Regions from separate parts of the Triticum aestivum genome. Here region 2 is linked to region 1. The links are chromatin contacts, called in public HiCAR-type maps. All regions are on one chromosome and are shown on one strand. Each heading gives the region's core, a stretch centred on a gene start, on an enhancer-like site or on the middle of the called end of the contact. The rest is flanking DNA. Distances are from core to core; before and after follow the strand shown. Region 1 holds the start of LOC123099260 (anthocyanin regulatory R-S protein). Region 2 holds the start of LOC123099262 (heat shock 70 kDa protein, mitochondrial).

The links. HiCAR-type assays count read pairs that join an accessible place to other places.
Region 2: a HiCAR-type map of leaf shows a contact between it and region 1, with 8 times the contacts expected there. The contact joins the promoter of LOC123099262 here to the promoter of LOC123099260 in region 1. A contact is called at or near these places in 1 of 5 Hi-C or Micro-C datasets (leaf) and 1 of 1 datasets of contacts at active chromatin or transcription factors (leaf).

What each region holds. Positions count from the first base shown.
Region 1 is chr4D:516,796,685-516,801,755 of IWGSC CS RefSeq v2.1, forward strand. LOC123099260 (anthocyanin regulatory R-S protein) reads left to right here and starts at 2,274. Exons shown (of 9, transcript XM_044521436.1): 1 at 2,274-2,460; 2 at 2,548-2,713; 3 at 2,848-3,108; 4 at 4,249-4,345; 5 at 4,441-4,455; 6 at 4,568-4,624. The coding sequence starts at 2,574.
Region 2 is chr4D:517,012,282-517,017,352 of IWGSC CS RefSeq v2.1, forward strand. It overlaps LOC123099262 (heat shock 70 kDa protein, mitochondrial), which reads right to left and starts at 2,930. Exons shown (of 6, transcript XM_044521438.1): 1 at 2,689-2,930; 2 at 1,656-1,732; 3 at 1,477-1,555; 4 at 687-1,256; 5 at 1-553. The coding sequence starts at 2,742.

The sequences.
Region 1 (5,071 bases), core at 1,024-3,523:
TTGCAAGAAATGAATATACAGAGGAGAAATCCGTTTCCAAAATAATAGTTATGAATAGTGATATCGATGTAGAGGCCCACCAAGCAAGCACGAAGCTCTGCTTCTTCCACGCTGGAGCAAATGGGAATAAAATCCCAAAAAATTTCTGGCAGCCACACCCAGAATCGCCAACCCAAGGGTAGCAAAAAAGGTGGCATCCACCTTTATCTTAATACAAGTAGACGAAGGAGGCAACCACCCAACATTTGTAACCACTGGAGAAATGTTGTAGGCACTTTCAAGTTTCAACAGAAAAAATCCCACTTTTCTCATAGTGCCAAGCCACAAAATCTCCCTCCCCAGAAGAAGGGATATGAAGCTTAAGGATCTTCTCGGCAACACGGGGAAAAACAAATGCCTAATTAAATTCATGTATCATATCCTTGTCCGTGTTAAGACTAAATCAGAAACCCAATTTTGCCTGGATCTGTTCTTCTTAGTGGTAACTCTAAGGCCGGAAGTTCTGGCAAGCCATTTATCCCACTAGATATTAACATTGCCATCATAGACCCTCCAGAAAACTCCACATTTGAGCAGCTCAAGACAATGCATGATACCTTGCCAAGATGCGAAGACGGACTTCAGGAAAGCAGTATCATGAAGGTGACCCTGAGGATAGTAGTTTGCGTTCAATAATCTGGCCCATAAGGACTCAGGAATTTCCAATAAACGCCAAGTTTGTTTGCCTTTGGGAAATCATAGCATTTCTGGTGAGAGCAAGGCATCCCACGCTAGAAGGCTCTCTTTGTCTTTTGGTCCCACCACACTCATCTCTCTCTGTCATTACAAACACACACATTGAGGGAGAGGGAGAGGCAGGGACCAAGCCAGCGATGTCGTGCTCGCATAGTCAAGAGGCAAAGTAATATACGTTTTTGTGAAAATCAAGAGATGGCACTCAAATATTTAGCCACGTCGTTTCCTGTGGCTGTCAAAGTTTGGAGGGATCAGTATCTAAAACAAGGGCGCGGGACGATACTTGCTTCTTTGGCGATGACAAGGCCCCATCCGTCGTACACCACCTGTGCGTGCCCCACACTCATAGTTTTTTGTCTGTGTCCCCGATGGATCATTTACGGTAAATTTCCTGTACTCGTACCTAGTAAAGAGCTTCATCGTCAGCAAACGAGTGTTACCCCATGTACTTTGTTGTCCGTGCATGGGATTCTCAGCTGTTGTTGACGGCAACGAAAAAAATAGCGCGCTACAAAATATAGCGAGGCCCTTCTCCAAATGCTACACAAGTTATAGCGTGCTATATTTCAAAATAGCATTTGCAAAAAAATTCAAATATATCTAGAAATAAAGTATTTAAGCAACTAAATTTTTGCTAGGAGCAAGCAATATATGCATAAGGGCCAAATCTAGGACATAAAAATTGTAAGTCTCAAATAGTTTCAAGATAAAAAGAGTGAGAAAGGTAGTGGTCGTGGGTTGGTTTTGGCCTGCTGGGCCTGCTGGGCTGTGGTTGTTTAAATTTTGCATGGTCTGCACGTTAAAACGTGTAACGCTACAACGTTATAGTCGTGTGTAGCGCGCTAATTACGCAATTAGCGTCGTAGCGGCCGATTTTGCCATAACGTAACGTCTCCCTTCCGAATATGCTATAACCGCGCTATAACGGCGAAATAGCGTGCTATTTTTTTCGTTGTTGACGGCAAGGCATTCCGTTTCTGTCGAGAGCAAATCAAACCATTTCGGGTGAGAGCAAAGGCGCTAGTCGACGGCCGTGATGCGGAGAGGTCCCCGGCGCTAGAAGGCTCCCTTTGTCCTTTGCTCCCACCACCCACTCATTTCTATGACTCACCATACCAGCACTTATCATCGATGCAAATGTCTTGCTCATACCGACAAATCCGTAGTTTTCATCTTTGATTTCCCTTGCTAGCTTCTACGGCCGAGCGCAATTATATTTGGGCACGTTTGGCTGCTCATGCATGCTCCATGCTGTGCTGAAATCAGTGGTAGTATAATCTAACAATCACATGCATGATGGAAGACCTTTGCATTGTGTCTGCGCGCAATCACATGTGTTGCTATATACGCGCTTAGAGACAAATTAAGGGGAAAAGTTTACAATGCAAACAAGAGGTGCTAGCTGGGGCTAATATGGACCACCCGCGGTGGCTACGGTTTTCTCACTGCCGCGGCTTACTAAAAATGGTGTTTCTGTGTTTTTGATAAAATGCCTTAAATGGAGAGTATGTTGCTAGCTAGTTGTTGGTGTAACCAGGAGTGCTCTGCTGTCCGTGTCTCTGTCATTGCCCCGCTGCTCCGACCTCCCAGATTCTATATAGCCTGCCTTGGATTCTTGGCCTGCTTTAGTATATAGCAGATCCATATCTTCCTCTCTAACGGGAGCAGAAACGTACGGCTGCTAGCTCTTCTTGGTTTGCAGTTTGCACTTTGCACACAGCTCAAGTAAGTACGGTCTAACCAGATTCGTTTGCTCGATCATCTAGCCTTCACCTTGTGAGTAACTCCGCATGCAATCCGATGCATATGTAGGAAACAGCTAGCTAGTGTGATAATCAATGGCGTTATCAGCTGCTCCTGCCGGCCAGGCACCGCCGCTGGGTAAGCAGCTCAGCTACCAGCTCGCCGCTGCTGTGAGGAGCATCAACTGGACTTACACCATTTTCTGGTCCATGTCCACCAGCCAGCGCCCACCTGGGTAATTAACCAATTATACATCCGTACGGAGTACATTCATGTATATATAGCTGGTGACAAGTTGGTATTTTCTTGAAGCAAAATTCGAAAAGTTTATACATTTCATATCCAGAACCTATCGGTTTGATTTTGTAGAGTTCTGACGTGGAAGGACGGCTTCTACAACGGCGAGGTAAAGACGAGGAAGATCATAAGCTCGACTACCACGGAGGTTACCGCAAACGACCTCATCCTGCAGAGGAGCGAGCAGCTAAGGGAGCTCTACGAGTCTCTCCTGTCCGGCAAGGCGGACCACCGGGCGAGGCGTCCTGCCGCCTCGCTGTCCCCGGAGGATCTCGGGGAAGCCGAGTGGTACTACACGCTGAGCATGACTTACTCATTCCGGCCTGGTCAAGGGTACGTATGCAACTACTATACACATTCACACACGATGAACCGTAAAATCAGAAAAGATAGCAAACATAATCTAAACCTTTTGAAATTTTGTGGCTTCAATTATGACCAAAATTTTAGGTGCTTGCAAAATTTGGTAGCCAAATAAAATCAAATGAGCTTGTGGCAAACAAAACGAAAATTCTGCTCAAATAGTGCACACAAGTTTGAGCACAAATTTATTTAGTTATTGAAAGGAGCTCCTCGGATGTCATTTGGTGACCAAATTTTACAAGGAACGTAAAACATTTTATCATAATCAAGGCCACGAAGTTTCAGACTTTTTAGATTTTGTTTGCTATTTGCTTTTTATATTTACTGTTCATCATGCGTGCAATGCACCCGGGTGTAGAAAAACCTACGCCCAAGCTAGTTTAACTCTATTTTCCGATAAAGGGTGATATATTTAGCTAGCGTATATGGTTTGATGTATTGGAGATTCCTGCATTCATTTTTATAGTTATATAGTAAAACACTACGGTACACTCTTCAGTCTAAAAGAGAAACATGACAACACTACATGAAAACACGGTGATAGGATTCTTCTTCTTACACGGTGTAAAACTTCGACGAACCTAAAGCAAGAAGAAAAACCGGCAAAACATTACATAATACAGTAAAACAAGTCAAGCTAGTCTGTTGTACTTACTTTGACTGTAGAGTCAAAGCGTTCTTACTGAAGTCTTTGCTCTTGAGGTGTAAGTTAATATGGTGCCACATTTTATTAGTTGCCTTTTATTTTGGAATAAAGTTTACGTACTTGTTCAATCGGGAAGCAGCTGGTTAAATCATGGAATTATGATCCAAACAAACTAGTATCATAAGAGTTTTTGTAGGAACTTTGTGTAGGAATAGGATTTCAATTTATTCTGCTTTCAAGTCAGGTTTTGAGCCATTAGTTTGAAATCCGATGACTCTGGTTCAGCTTTCCTCCCCCCTCCCAACCAAAACCAGTTGAAGGTCTACCTCTCTTCCGGTGGCAACGCCACTTCGTAGTGCCCGCCTCCGACAAGGTCCTGGCAAGCCCTCGTTGGCGAGCTCGGGCACTGTCTAATGAATAGCACCTGCGAATTAATATACTCCTACTTACCTAGTTACTTTCAGGTTGCCAGGCAAGAGCTTTGTGAGCAATGAACATGTTTGGTTGTACAATGCTCAATACGCAGACACTAAAACTTTCCAGCGCGCTCTCTTAGCAAAGGTATCTTATACATATTTATCTCAAACTATGTATACATCTTTCAGTCGTTAACTAACATCATGATGCTTGCCCACACTACCGGACGGTTAAATCAGACTGCGCCTATTCTGGTCAGCACATTACTTCTTTATTACTTCATGCATGCTTCGAGATCTCCTTATATGCATCTATCACGTGTTTACCCTCTAGATCTCTGATCTCAACCTGGATCACATTTTTCAGACAGTCGTTTGCATCCCCTTCATGGGTGGTGTGCTGGAGCTTGGAACGTCGGATTTGGTGAGGGCATATGATTTTCGCTATAAGTTTTATGTGCGAAGGATTTTCACTAATTTTTGAGTATCTCTCAATATATTATTTCCTTTTGTTTTGTACTTCTGTTAATGGGTGCACGCAAACTTTTAAATTGTGACGGCTTCAATTACCGGCACTCCCTCCGTCACAAATTATCGTGTATACAACTTTTTTAGAAGCATATGTTTTATGGTTTAATCAAGTTTATAGAGAAAAACATTAACATTAGTAATATCAAATAATATTATATAAAAATATGTTTTACAATATTATATATAATGGCACAGTCTAAGCATGGACGATTCCATCAATGGGGGTGGCGGTGTGAGACTAGAATATGACGGCACGCCAGGCAACAACGGGGGTTATGCTTACCTTTATAGGAGCGATAGGGTCATCACAGGTGGGTGAATCAGTTCACCCGTCAACGAT
Region 2 (5,071 bases), core at 1,680-4,179, 220 kb after region 1:
CAATACCAAGTGACAGCGGGGTAACATCAAGGAGAAGAAGCTCCTTCACATCTCCACGGAGAATGCCACCCTGAATAGCAGCACCCATGGCCACAGCTTCATCTGGGTTGACTCCTTTGCTGGGGGCCTTGCCAAAGATCTCAGAGACTATCTCCTGCACTTTTGGAACCCTTGTCATTCCACCGACGAGGAGGACCTCATCAACATCCTTGGTGGTTATGCCGGCATCCTTCAAGCAGCTCTTGCATGGCTCTCTGGTCCTCTCAATCAGACCATTCACCAGAGACTCAAATTTTGATCTTGTCAGTGTGATGTTCAGATGTTTTGCTCCACTGGCATCAGCAGTGATGAAGGGAAGATTGATTTCAGTCTGGGTAGTTGAGGAGAGCTCGATTTTCGCCTTCTCAGCTGCTTCACGCAGTCTCTGCAGGGCCAATCTATCCTTTGACAGATCAATATTTTCAGTGTTTTTGTACTCGCTCACTAAGAACCCCAACAGAGTATTGTCAAAGTCTTCTCCACCCAGGAAAGTATCGCCGTTTGTTGCTTTGACCTGACAATCAAGAACGTAATCAATCAATATATCAGCGATGGAAACGAAGCACTATTTTATATACCAACTTAATTAATTTCCTTACTGAAGTAAACTACTAGTAAGAAAGAGACAAGTTACAACAAACACTGACCTCAAACACTCCATTGGAGATCTCTAGAATCGAGACATCAAAGGTTCCTCCTCCAAGGTCAAATACAGCAATCAGGCCCTCCTTGTTGTTTGTTCCGTAAGACAGAGCAGCAGCAGTTGGTTCATTGATGATCCTTTGGACGTCAAGTCCAGCAATACGGCCGGCATCCTTGGTGGCCTGCCTCTGAGCATCATTGAAGTAAGCTGGAACTGTAATGACAGCCTTGGAAATAGATTTGCCAAGGTAAGCTTCAGCTGTCTCCTTCATCTTGGTCAGCACAAACCCACCAATCTGGCTCGGCGAGTACTGCTTGCCATCTGTGGTTTCAACCCAAGCGTCTCCATTGGGAGCCTTCACAATCTTATATGGTACCATGTTCATCTCCTTCTGTGTTTGTGGGTCATCAAAGCGACGCCCAATCATACGCTTTGTGCCAAAGAAGGTGTTCTGTGGGTTGGTCACTGCTTGCCGCTTGGCTGGAATTCCCACGAGTAGCTCTCCTTTCGGAGAAAAAGCAACAACTGACGGTGTAGTCCTGGCGCCTTCTGAATTCTCAATCACCTTTGCATTCTGCATTTAGAGAGAGGTTTTAATTGCTCAGACCATTTAAAACAGGAGGAAACTAGCAGAGAACAAAACATGTACTCCCTCCGTTCGGAATTACTTGTCATAAAAATGGATGTATCTACAACTATAATACATCTAGGTACATTCATTTCTTGGACGAGTAATTCCGAACGGAGGGAGTATGTGCAGAGAGAGTATAGTATGCTGGGGCCACACGACACACCTTTCCCTCCATAACCGCGACACATGAGTTGGTCGTTCCCAAATCAATTCCAATAACCTCATTTCCAATTGGCTTTGCACTGAGGAACAAAAGCACAGAGACGAGTTAGTTAGATATGCACGCTGCAACGATCTTCGCCAAGTTTTATACTGTATAAACCAAAACAAGAAGGTTGTTACCTGAAAGCTCTTGCAAAAGTACCCCATCTGGAGCACACATTTGCAGCAGCATATGTTGATTGGACGTTGGCGGTCAGCTGAAATGTAAACAATCAATAATCAGGAAGCCACATCATTGACAATATGAAGCCCTAAAACAGTTTGGTGTCTTGGTGGGCAGATCTATCCTGTGCACAAACAACCAAAGGGAACACTTCCCAACCGGAAGAAAGATGCATATTAGTGAAAATACGATACTCTAACCCCTGATTAACCCGCTCATTTGCATGAAAAATTGTTCCAAGTCAATGATGGTTTGCTAATAAGGAACATGGCACATGATAATAGTACGCACAATCATTCCTAGAAGTCCACACTTGCATGTACAGAACAAATTCAGTCACCTCTACAGCAATACATACAGAAACATAGTAATCCTGGACGCTTACGGACATGCTTTTTTCAGGGAGGCAACAAGGCATGCTAGCACATGGCATTTTATATGATGGCAGTAGATATGAAAGAAACAGCAGTCCATAACTGCTTGCATCATCATGTGTAGAACAAAACACAGACTCACCTCTACAGCACTAGTAGAGAGCAGGGCCGTAATAATTCTACTGTAGGAGACAATGTAAGCACAGCATTGACAGATTGATCAATTAAGCCCTAAAACATTCTATTCTATTAGGAGACAATGTAAACACAGAATCACAGCATTTTATCACGAAAAGGGGGACATTTTCAATCAAACTGAAGAAAGATGCACATCATTCATTCATTCAGTAAGCAGTACTACATATAAAATATACAGGAGCAACAAAATGAGTCACCTCTACCTACCTACCTACCTAGGCGCAGTAGTATGTATGTATACACAGCAGAGCCATGATTCTACTAGGAGACAGACTAATACACTATATTTTTTTCAGAGGGGTAAAAAGGCATGAATGCTACTAGGCGAAATGGAAACCTAAGCAGTTTGCAAAATCCGACAGAGAAGCCTCCTCGATTCGATTCGACCAAATCGCCGCAGGAAAGGAAAGGAGCTTACGGTGGCGAGCGGCGAGGCGAGGTCTCGGCGGCGCGCGGCGCGGAGGAGCAGCATCTCTCTCTCTCTCTCTCTCTCTCTCTCTCTAGGGTTTTGGGGATTTGGGGTTTGGGAACTCTCTCTCTCTCTCTCTGCTTTTGTGCGCACCGCAGGGAATGCTCTGGAACTCTCTCTCTCTCTCTCTCTCTCTCTAGAGTCGAGTCGAGTCGACAGTTTCGTCTAGAGAGGGCGGGAGCGTTGCCGCTCTAGAGAGAGAGAGAGAGAGAGAGAGAGAGAGAGAGGGTGGAAGGCTCTGGAACACGCCAGAGAGTGGGCCGAGGCCTGTCTCCTCTCGTCAACTCGCTTTTTTCTCCGTTATATACTTAGGCTTGGGCCGCCCAAACCGTTTAGGACTCTCGCCATTTCTGCCTCTTTCTTTAATCCTTTCCAATTCTCACATTCATCAATAAATCAAGACTCAAACACAAATCAAACACCAAAAGTTGTGATGCTCGCATGCAAATTCCCTATTCGATTCGATGCATCAACAGTCTAGCAGGTCCGATCTAAATCTCAAACAAAGGAGGGGAAGGTGGAAAATGTTTCAATTCCATTAAAAAATGTTCAATTAGTTTTTCCACTTACTCCCTCCGTTTTTATTCACTTACTCTGCATACTAGAATTGATTCAACTCAAACTTCATAATGTTTGACCAAGTTTATCATAGAAAACAAAATCTTTTTGCTTTTTCATGCCCAAAAAATCCATCAAAACATATTAACATGAAACTAATTTCGAATATCTCGATGTGACAAATCCAACAAGAAAATGATTCGTGATTATGTGACACATGGTTCAAGAGATAACACATTTCAAAAAGAAAAAAAAATCTACTAAAAAGAAAAACTCCTAGGTTCCTTCGAGTCGCCCATATGCAGTGCAGCACTTGAAGGTGGGAGTGACTTTAGAAAGGGTTACCCCTTAATTCATAATTTCAGTCAAATTGACGCCAAAAATGCAAAGGAGAGGGCAGCAGAAGAGTTAATTCGGCCGCCCCATTTTAGGTAGCAAAACATACCAGACATTTCGGTTTTCTTTTCTCTGTTGTTCTTTGAATTTCCTTTTTGTTGTTTATTTTTCTTTACCTTTTTTCAAAAAATCGCAATTTATCTAAAAATGGTCACAAATTTGAAAAGTATTTGCGCTTTTGAAATATAATGTTCTGTTTTCCTAAAATGTCCACAGTTTTGAAAATTTCTTCGCGTTTTAATAAAAAATGTTCTTAATTTCGAAAAAATCATCTTTTCCAAATAATGTTCATAGTTTCGAAAATGATCAACATTTCAAATTTTGTTCACAATTTTAAAAATGTTTCAATTCCAAAAATGTTCATTTTTAGAAAAAATGAATAAAAAATTGTCACATTTTTAAACATTTGTTCGCTTTTCCGACCATGTTCCAAATTCTTGCCAAAAAGTGTTCTCATATTTTCTAAAGTGTTTGCAACAGTGCCTTATTCCAGCGTTGCAGTTGCTCGGTCCATCTCTGCAGTACTCTGCCAAGCGCTACTATGCATTTCCCACTTGCTTCCTTGTGATACTAATGGGCCAGTCCACCCGGGGCCCCCTGTGCGAAAGGGCGACTACTTGTCGCGTGAGCGGCATATAGGAGCTCCCACATTCTTGTGTACACATTTTTTTCTTGTATTTTTACCACCCTTCCAATTTTAGGGCCAGGTCCTATTCCTCGCATGGGTCGGGGAATAGCAATCAAACACAGCCTCCCCCTAACAAAACGCCTAGTATATGGTCTAGCCTATTCGTGTTTCCTCCAAATTACCAGTTTTGAGAAGGTTCTAAGACCTTCCCTCAAATGGTTTTTTGCTTTCTCTGCCTTTTCTTTCGATTTTATTTTTTGTTACTTTTCTTTTTCATTTCGTGGACATTTTAGAAATAATAGGACCACTTCCTAAATTTTGGGAACATTTATTAAATTGTTGAACTTTTTTCGAAATCCAAGAACATTTTATGAAATCAAGAAACATTTTTCTTATTAATAAACCTCTTCGGAATACAAACCAGTGTTTAAATTTATGAACATTTTATAAAAAAACTTTGATTAAAATTTAAACACATGGTTCAAGAGATAATGTTTTGACAAAACAATTGTTCCGAATTTCAAAAAATATTCGTGTTTTCCAAAGAATGATCATAGTTTTAAAAAATTATCAAAATTTCAATAAAAATTGTATTATGAAAACAGTTCATTTTTAAAAAAATGATCAAAAATAAAAATTGTTCACTTTTAAAAAAAAATTGTTCGCTTTTCCAGAAATGTTCCAATTTTTTTCAAAAGAAATTCTCATATTTTCTAAATGTTTGCTACAATACCTTGTTCCAACGTTACA